Regions from separate parts of the Zea mays genome. Here regions 2 and 3 are each linked to region 1. Evidence: chromatin contacts called from public Hi-C data. All regions are on one chromosome and are shown on one strand. The core of a region is the stretch at or near the end of the contact, and the rest is flanking DNA. Distances in the headings are between cores, read along the strand shown.

Evidence for each region. A called contact is a pair of places that touch in the nucleus more often than the background predicts.
Region 2: a Hi-C map of bundle sheath shows a contact between it and region 1, with 2.7 times the contacts expected there. The contact joins the promoter of LOC100502008 here to the promoter of LOC100191838 in region 1. A contact is called at or near these places in 3 of 25 Hi-C or Micro-C datasets (bundle sheath, leaf and tassel).
Region 3: a Hi-C map of leaf shows a contact between it and region 1, with 2.3 times the contacts expected there. The contact joins the promoter of LOC100194008 here to the promoter of LOC100191838 in region 1. A contact is called at or near these places in 4 of 25 Hi-C or Micro-C datasets (ear and leaf).

The regions. Positions count from the first base shown.
Region 1 is chr8:133,177,127-133,180,405 of Zm-B73-REFERENCE-NAM-5.0, forward strand. It overlaps LOC100191838, which reads right to left and starts at 1,787. Exons shown (of 2, transcript NM_001137262.2): 1 at 1,641-1,787.
Region 2 is chr8:132,996,423-132,999,701 of Zm-B73-REFERENCE-NAM-5.0, forward strand. LOC100502008 reads right to left here and starts at 1,713. Exons shown (of 8, transcript NM_001414445.1): 1 at 1,296-1,713; 2 at 827-1,010; 3 at 482-732; 4 at 254-368; 5 at 1-92. The coding sequence starts at 1,660.
Region 3 is chr8:133,366,990-133,370,268 of Zm-B73-REFERENCE-NAM-5.0, forward strand. LOC100194008 (Peroxidase 64) reads right to left here and starts at 1,594. Exons shown (of 2, transcript NM_001139072.1): 1 at 1,165-1,594; 2 at 1-1,091. The coding sequence starts at 1,404. The coding sequence ends at 321.

The sequences.
Region 1 (3,279 bases), core at 537-3,036:
CGATTTGTTGATCAACAGTTGGACACCGGGGATGCAAGCAAACACTGTACTCCTTTTGGGCAAAAATGCTTTGTTCAAATCTTTTCTATTGTCTCAAGCAACAAAAGACAATAAAAAGGTTCTAGGCTACTAAACAACCACAAAAAGGGCATATTTGTTGGCACATAACAAGACCACAACAATTTCAGGTTGAGAGATTCGTCACGCAGAGTCAACTAAGTCAACTAAGTCCCACTGGCAAAAGTTTGGCATTTCTGATCCACTCATACAGCACTAGCCTCCGCATTTGTGCTTTTGGGGCAAGAAGAATCTACCAAGCCTCGACACCAAATCAGCACAAGAATATCAAATTTTGTAACCAGATTCTAGGAAGAAAACAACCGCTCAAATTATTCTCCCAGTACATGTTGCAGGATGCAAAAGTAGTATCTACTCCCTCCGCTCCAAATTCTAAATCATTTTGACCTTTCTAGTTACATAGCTTACTAGCTTAGCGAAAATCTAGGTGCATAGCAAAAGCAATGTATTTGGAACAGAGGGAACACGAAGCAACATCATGGAGCATAGTAAACACAAACTGGACCCTCCAATTTACTATAGAGTGTAAAAAACAAATTCCCACAAATCCTCTGCTCAGGTAGCAAAAAGAAACGTTGACAAATCCTACACAGCTGGCCTATTAATTAGTTTTTTAGAACATGCTGTTTATTGGTAGAGGATCACTTTCCACTAACCATTCCAAGTAAACGTTACTCAGCACCCCTACCATTTTAGCACTCGAAACAACACTGCAGAACATGGTAAAGGCGAGAACCAGTAGCTGTAAGTTTCCGGACAACTTGCAGATATATAATTTTTCCTGAAATCCCCAAACTTCGTGCAGTTGCCTAGTAAAAAGTGTGAAGCATAGCACATGTGGTTCCTTTATAGAGGAATAAGACAAAAAAACTAATAGCCGATTCTTCTCCCCCAAATATTTTAGGAGAAGATAGATGAAATCAGCACCAGTATCATATCGGGGCAACCTTTATACACTCCCCTATCCTAGGCAGTTTCTGCACACATGTTTCAACCGCGGAAAATTCAGATTAGCACATGTTGACCCGAAGGCTCAGATTTTATTTTATTTTCCTAACAGCACGGATGGGGTTCCGACGAGATCTGACTCGTCCAACCACGTGTGGAGCCTTTGGCTTCCTTTTCCCGTCTCGTGGAACGCGACAAGACGACAAGCACAATCATTACCACTCCGAACAAGGGTCTGTGTGTGTGTGTCTGTGTGAGTGTGAAAGAAGGGGCGAAAACCCCTACCTGGCTATCGGATTAATGTTAAGGCAAAAACAAAACATTCCGCGGCATGAACGAAGGAAAACCAGGAGACCAATCATGGCAAGCCCCGACCTTCGACGCCTGCAAGGAACGCGCGAGAGGCGTGCCGGAGCCTACCGCCTGGTCGACGAAGCGGCAGCCGGCAGCGAGACCAACCAACCATTGCGGGCAGCGAACCAAGAGCCCCCGCTGCAACCAGAAACGCCTTGCTACGGACAACGAAACAAAACCCTACGGCGAAGGGAGAGGGGAGAGGATGCAGGCACCGGAACCCAGAGCGTGCACTGGACGGAAGGAGAAGGGACGCTCACCTGCGGCGGCGCGGGGTGGTCGGGCGGATCCGAGTCCGACGAGATCCGGTCGAGGCGGAGTTGGGATGAGATGGTAACTTGTTCGTTCCGGAGTTGGGATGAGATGGTAACTCGTCTCGTCTCAGATCCGACCCGGCCGCAGCGCACGCCGGTCCCGGCCGCGCGCTGGCCCATTTATAGCACCCGTCGGCAGCGGGCACGGGCGCAGCGGAGGCCACCGCCGTCGGATTGGTTTTGGTCGGATCCGGAGGGCGAAGTGACGCTGTAACGGGTGGGTTGGGTGGGGGACAGCGACCCGTACCCACCAAACACCGAGGGCCTCGGACTTCCTCCTGCTGCTGAGGTTGCCTGCTGACTCGTGGGCCCCGAGTCCGCGGGAGGCTGCGTGGTTCGACCCGCCCCGCTCAGGCGCTCACCAACCGCCCGTGGGCCCCGCCCGGCTCTCGCTGTGAACTGTGTGGAGTGGGACCCGGTGGCGGTGCGGTGTGCTTCACGCCCGCACACGAGTTGGCATGCCCGCACCAGGAACCACGCACGCACCAGCAAGGCAGCACTAGCATGGAGGACCAAGAAAAATGGCTAATGACGCTTGACCGAATTAAATTCGGTCAATCGCACGTAATCACATGCATCTGAATTTTTTTTATTTTCGGTCGACAAGGCATCTATCTAATATGATTTCAACGATTAAAATTTGTCCTAAACTTATTATCAACCTTATGACCAAACATATTCCTTCCCTCTGGCTGCTAATTCATCTTGGTATAGAAAATATAGTGTTAGAGCTTGTTTAAAACCTTTAGAACTAATAATTAGTCAGTTAATAAATTGTAACTAACTATTAGCTGGCTAATTATTAGTTAAGATCAATTTAAAACGTCAAGTTAATAGGTTGGTTGGACCTACTAGTTTTCAGGTACAACTGAGTCATTTTTTGCCGCCACCTTTGAAAAGAAAGAAATAGATTTTCAACACTAAATGTGTCACAAGTAACATAGATTTGTAAAAAAAATAGATCCACATAAAATTCTCAAACAATGATACAAAGCGCACTAAATTGGAAAAGGAAACTTCAATATTCACCCTCACATGTTGAACAAAGCATTTGCAATACTACCATGAAACTCATTCATATCATGTTCTTCATCACCTTGTTCTTGATAAGAAAAAATCGCTAGCATTGTCATATAAATGACAATATTGTCATTTGCCCACGTTTTAGCTGCGCAACCCAGCTAATGAACTGATTGTTAGTTGAGGGTTTCGCTAACAATAAACCGAGGCTTTTAACTGGGCTATTTGGAACCCCTAAGCTAACTTTAGCCACTAACAATTATCTCTAGACGTTCCAAAACAGACACTTAGAGCATGTACATCCTTATTAAATACCCTGTCTCTTGAGGGGTCTTTAGGGTTAGGTGAAAAAAACTCGAGAGACCAGTCTCTTCATGAAGAGTCTGTCTCTTACATGACTTTTGACTTTTCAATGATAAAGACTCTAGTGTATGTACAATCTAATTGATACATGTCCCTTAAGCTGTCTTTAGAGGCAATACTCTCTTAGTTGTTTATTCTATTTTAAAAAGGGTCAAGGTGTTCTAAGTTGTACATGGCTATAGATAGATAAAACTAACTAATT
Region 2 (3,279 bases), core at 463-2,962, 180 kb before region 1:
GTCTGTATGAATGCGCTGTCCAAGCTACCAAACACAACATGAGGATCATCTGAAGTAACCACCTTTCCATCTTCTAGCAGCTCCAACACAAGCTGATAGCACATGAAGAAACAAAGGCAATAAAAAATATTAAGTAAAAACAGTGGTGAGGACCATAACAATACTTTATGTATCTTTTTCTTTTCTTTTTGTTACGAGAATGGTCAAAATGTGTTGGCCATAATATGACTCAAACAACAGGACACAGACATACATGTTGTTCGCTTGGTATTTCACCCTTGTTGTTCGTATCGATAACATACTGGCTACAGGTCTCATCTTTCCATACTAGGGCAAGAGGTGTGATTCCAGCTTGATAATGTGCATGCCTGATAAAAACAAGGTCTTATGAGTCATGAATCCTCGATTGATGAAGTTAACAAATATATATGTCGAGGTGATTTGCTAGAACATATTCAAAGAAAAGGGATAAGGATTTTACTTGTTGTAGAACACCAAACCATCTTTGACATAAGGCATGCTGCCTGAGTATGCTGCTTGGAGACCCTCAAGAGTGCACTCATATACAGGGAGTGCACTGAATCTATATCTGTGGTACGTTGATGGAGGATCACCAGCAGAAGTTTCTGCGATCTTAGAGTTGACCCAGAAAAACCTGAACTCGGCGGTGCAGTCATATAGTGAATAGCCTCGCCAACAGATCATATCAATGATATAGTATGTTTCATCAGGCTGCACCACAAACACCATCGAACATTACAAATAAATAGGTTTGGAATCAAGCAGCTTGCAGCAAATGGAAAAGGAATGTGTTTGGTTGGGGTACCTCGTGAAAAATGCAATCGAGGATGGAGTACGAGCTTGCTGGTCCAGAAATGTCTCTCTTTGAACCATTGGGCAGAGCGGAAGGGAAGCGATGAAGGATGGATCCATTACGAACCCTGCTGATCGTCATGCCATTGGATGACACAACCAAACATCGTTTGCCAGAAGGTCGGGCAAAAACATGCCTACGTCCGGAAAGGGAAAAAAAACAGTGTAAATCCTCCTACATTGTCAATAAACCCAGGTAATTTTAAAAATCAGTAGTACTACAACACTATGCAAAGACACAAGTGGGGTGTTCGCTGACCACAACTGAACTAGCGTTGAAGTGAATGTTAGTGGGCAAGTGAGGAAAAGAGGCTCCTTTGAAGGAGAAGAATATAGCCGCGAGTAAACCGTACTGGACTGAAATCAACAAATTCACATACGCAGAAAGGTAAACTAGGCAGAAGGAGAGGTAGAGGACGGACCAGTCGGTGGCGAGGTGGGGTGGGGCATCGACCATCCACTCGGGGAGCATAACCTGGCGCGCGAACCACCGGCGCGCTTCGGAGCCGCGGAGCCTGGAGGCGGCGGCCGCCGCCGCGACGCCGGAGGCAGTGAGCTCGCGCTCCTCCTCCTCCTCCTCATGCTCGTACTCCTCCTCCTCCTCGTCGCGACTGGTGGCCGCGGTAGGCGCCCGGGTGGTGAGGAGAGAAGTGGCGAGGGCGCGCGCGCGAGCCTGGGCGTCGGCCCGCCGAGCCGACTGCGCCTGGAGTGCGAGCTCCCGGCGGCGCTGCTGGTCGGAGATGGCCGGCCGCTTGTACGGGCGGCGGGGCTCCGGCGTCGGCGCCATGGTCTCAGACGTCGTGCGCCCGTCGCCGCCACCGGCGCTAGAGGGAGAGGGTTGTCTTGTCCGAGGGATGGGGAACTTTTGTGACAGTGGGCTAGGCCGGCGGTTGGAAACTTGGGCCGTAGTTACGTGGTGGTTTCGGCCTTGCAAGACAGTCAGGATATCAGCAGAAAGAACGTGTTTCTGGGCTCCTGAACTAGACTTCGGCTCTCCGGCCCAATGGATCAGATAAAATCCCACGGGCCACGGTGATTGAGACTTGGGGAGCTTCATCTTATCCTTTCGGCGACTATAGTCTATAGGTGCCTGGTTTTTGCTTTATCTTGTGATGGCAAACAATTAACGTACACCAACGACCAAAACTTTCGTAGCCTCAGAACCGAGCAACTTCTCCTACCGCTAGTTCATGAAAACGTGAGAAAAAAAAAAGTAGACGGCCACTCTCACGGTCACGCGTTGCTTGCACTGGAAAAGCTTTCACGTGAGCCGTGAGGTGACAAGAGAACAGCTACTGTCCTCTCCTCGCCCTACGCGGGACACATGCATGTATGTGTGTACCATGCGGTATGCGCACAATTATATATCACAATTATATATGATCCATTATTATATATTATGTAATAAAGTAGTTGTCTGCAGGGGCGGGCCCGTTGAATTCAAGGGTATTCAAATAAAATCCATTAATTTTGGCAAAAGAACTTTAATATATATACATGTATATAGTGTATATGCACGCATAGAAAATGAATCAAATAAATAAAAAAAATCTGTTAATTTGGACCAAAATATTTTCTTCCTACTTCTCATACCTAACTAACCTAATAGTTTGTCGTTGACCATGAGGCCCAACAGAACGACAAAGCCCACTTCAGCACCTCACGGCAAAAAAAACTTCAAACCTTATTGTAGTCGCACCATGGCAGAGCCATCAGATGCGCCAGCCACCAAGTCATGGTCACATCTTGCAGCCCCACGTGCCATGGAGACACCAGCACCTACGTTGTGCCATTGTGGCTCCGCAGCGCAGCTAGGTACCTAGACTTGACCGCCTAACTATCGTTGCGTTGCATCTGGCCTTGTTGTTGGGTCGTCTGTCGTTCGTCGTCCGAGGCTTCAATCCACCGTAGTCAGAGCGTCACCGCGTGCCAGGACATACAGCCAGGGGGCAAGGTCCCATCGTGTCGATGTCTAAGCCCACCTAGCAAGTGGCCTCACGACCTTGACCTCCCCTGCTTTGCTGCTTGCAGTACTGGGCTGTAGGTGGGACATTAGCAATTGGAAAATGCCAAAGAGGACAAGCAGACAGTCAACAACCGAGCAACAACAAAGAGATGCATTTCGATTTAAAACTTTTGAAATAATTTCATGAAATTTGAGTTTAGTGGACTAGTTATCGAATCAGTTATGATCATAACGTGTATGCTTAATTATAGGTTATATATATAATTAATTATATATATACGATAGACATGTTTTAATCTTTTATAAAAAATCATCCTATAAAAAAAAATGAATACCCACCCTCTAAATCTTGAGCCCGCTACTGGTTATCTGGTTGGAGATTAGTTGTACACGTACTTGTGTGTGTGTATATATATATATATATATATATATATATATAT
Region 3 (3,279 bases), core at 344-2,843, 190 kb after region 1:
ATCATCATCTCTTAATTGTATGCCTCATACATACTTACAGTCATGCGCGCAATTGGTATATATGTTACTTTTTTCTTTTCAAGAAACAACAATAATAATAGTATACAAGCTAGGCAAAAAAAAGTGCAGGTAGTACGTGATCCCATGTACAATTAAGTACACACATGAATGAATCATGCAGATGAAGTGCATATCGTCGAGAGTGATGGTGAAATAATCTCTGGCTCTGGGCCGGCTTGACTTGACGCGATTCCCGCTGCTGCTACTAGCTAGCTTAGTAGTACAGGCAGCTGACCCTCACCTAACTCCAATCCCCCCGATCAGTTGACCTTGTTGCACTTGAGCCTGACCTCCCCGGGCGGCCCGGTGAGCACCTCGATGCTGCCCATCTTCACCATGGCGGCGGCGAATCGCTGCGACCAGAGCGTGCGGTTGGCGGCGTACAGCGCCACGAGCGCGGCCGTGTCGTTGCGCCCCGCGAGCGCCTGGTCCGACGAGAACACGGCCTCGTGCGTCACCACGTTGCGGTAGTACTGGTTGTCCAGCTGCAGCGGCGTGGCGAAGTCGAGGTCGACGACGCGGTCGCGCCGCCCGCCGCCGCCGGCGGGGCACCGCGCCCTGAGCCGCGCCCCCAGCGTGGCGTTCATCGCCGGGTCCAGCTGCGGGTACAGCCTGGCGGGCGCGAAGGACGAGCAGTGGGAGCGCCCGATGGAGTGCGCCCCCGACAGCGTCACCAGGTCGTCGGCGCTCAGGTTCTTGGACGCGAAGCGGCCCAGGAGCTGCGTCAGGTTGAAGGACGCCGGCGGCAGGTTGGCCGTGGCCTCCGACGCGTTCGACACGCGCCCGTCCAGCCGCCCCGACGGCATCGCGAACCGGATGCCGCCCATGATGCGCGCCGCGTCGCGCGCCGCGAACGCCACGATGTCCGCGCACGACACCGTCCCGGGGCACCGCCGCTCCACCACGCGCTTCGCGCGGCTGATCACGCTGAACCCGCGCAGGCTAGGGAAGTTGGGCGGGGACGTCTTCTCCACCGTCCTGTTCCCCGGGCTGCCCGTCGGGTCGTCCAGCAGCACCGACGCGTCGCATCCCTGTCAAGGAGCTCAGTTGCATTATTGCATTGTCCGATTGGGCTGGGGCTGGGCATCGAATAATCCTACGTACCCTGACGAAGCAGTCGTGGAAGAAGAGCCGGATCAGGCCCGGCCCGTTGCCGGCGTCCTTGCGGACGGCGGCGTGGACGATGGTCTCGATGAGGCTCTCGGCGGCCGGGCAGCTGCCGTTGTAGTACCCCACCTGCAGCTGCGTCGCCTCCGAGGAGTAGAAGCATGCCACCGTCACCGCCACGGCCGCGACGAGCTGCCGGCGTACATGGGCGGCCCCAGCTCTGGTCTTGGCGCTCATCGTCGTCCCAGGCCAGCCGCCAGCTGCTACCACTACTGATCGAGTGGCACTGAGTAGCCTATCTATCTATCTATTCTATTCTATGATGGATAGGATAGAGACGGGAGAGCACCGCCACCGGCCGGCCCACAGCTCGCAAGCCGGCTACTGTACACTGACAGAAGGAAGCAGCCAGCAGCTAGTAGCTTGCTCGGTGGAGTGGCAAGGAAAAGAAGATCGAGGAACCTTCTATTATATATACAGATCGATCGATCGATCCAGGCATCCATGTGCAGAGTGAACTGGTGAAGAACGTACAGTGGCTACTTAATTAGGTATACTGCGTGCGTAGCTAGAGGTAGGGAGGAGGAAGAAGGCACCTAGCAACATGGCCAGCGGTGTGTTGTCATCTGGACGAACATGCACGCCATCCGATTGGGCCTGTAGCCATGACCAGCTGCTAATTAACGTACACGAATCTTGTCTTGTCTAATTATACAAACCTGCAGTAGTGCAGACCGAGCGCTGTGCCCTGCACTGCACTGCACACACCTGTGATGTGCTGTGCCTGTGCTTCGCCGCCGGCCGGGCGTCGCTTCTTGCTCGTTGACATCACACTGAGACTTCGGAACTGTCTTTGTCAGGTAATTTGGCGCAGTGAATTCAGAGGCCGGCCTGGTGGGAGGAGTGGTGTGGTAGTGAATTGAGTGCTCTGCGCCTGCCTGAACAGCTAGCTGCTGGTTTAGCGCGTAGATCCATCCATTCCAGCGTCAGGTTCAGTTTGTTTTAGTAGCAGTAATTTAGCTTCAGATCTAACGACCCTACTTGCTGCCGTAAGAGTATGCCGGAGAGCAAGAGATGGAAACATGGTCCTCGCTAACAATATCTCTGATTACTAGCTTGTCATCATTACCCACTCATGCCCAGACGGAGGGTAGCGTGCAGTATGCAACTCGGTAGCGGTAGGGACACAGCGAGGGGGTCGAACAAGTGACCTGTTACTCGAAATCCTTAACCATACGCTAGAAAAGCTCTTTCGCCTACATACCACAATTTACGTTTAGACTGCGAGCCTCATGAACGTTGGCTGTTGTTAGAGCAACTCCAATTGTTGTCTAAACAATTTCCTAAATCTTAAATTTAATAAGTGAACAAAAAAATTGTTTCTCTAATAGTTCTCTAAATAGACTTATTAATATAGTTACTTATTATCTAACCCTATTTACTCTCCAAGTTTGGCAACAGGATACAAACTCCCTAAACGCAGTTGGTACTGATCTCTTCACGCAGCGTGCTCATTTTTTTCTCTTTTTCCACGCCGCGATGTAGCCAGGTTCGATGTGCTTTTCCCCCTTTCCCGCGCAATGAGGTAGCCAGGTCCGATACACGTCACACAAGCTTCTTCTCCACCGGCAAACCACCGCCGCCCCATAGGCTGTGTTGCCAGACCACTGCTTGTCACACCCGGGTTTTAGGGGTCCAAACCCAGGCGCGAACTTCACCAAGTGTGTGCTAGGATCAAGTCTCACACATATGATGACTAATGGTACAAAAACGAATATAATATCTTTAATATATAATGGAGTTTTATACAAAATAGTTAAATAATTACATCATACGAAGACAACGATCCAGCAACCAAAGTTGACTGGGAGACGACGGCCTAGACCACTCATGAACTCATCACAACATCCTTCATGCTCCTCATCCTGTGGTACCTGTCCTTGACCTGGGGGATGTGAGTACAGCAAGAGTGAGCTCACATACTTTCATCGCTCAACAAGTTGTGGGGAATAATGTGTATGAACTCACCAAAGGTGGGAGCTCATATGAAGCGTAAGGCTTACCAAAGGAGATAGTTAAAGCTGAGCATTGCTTTTAGAGCTGGTCAAAATT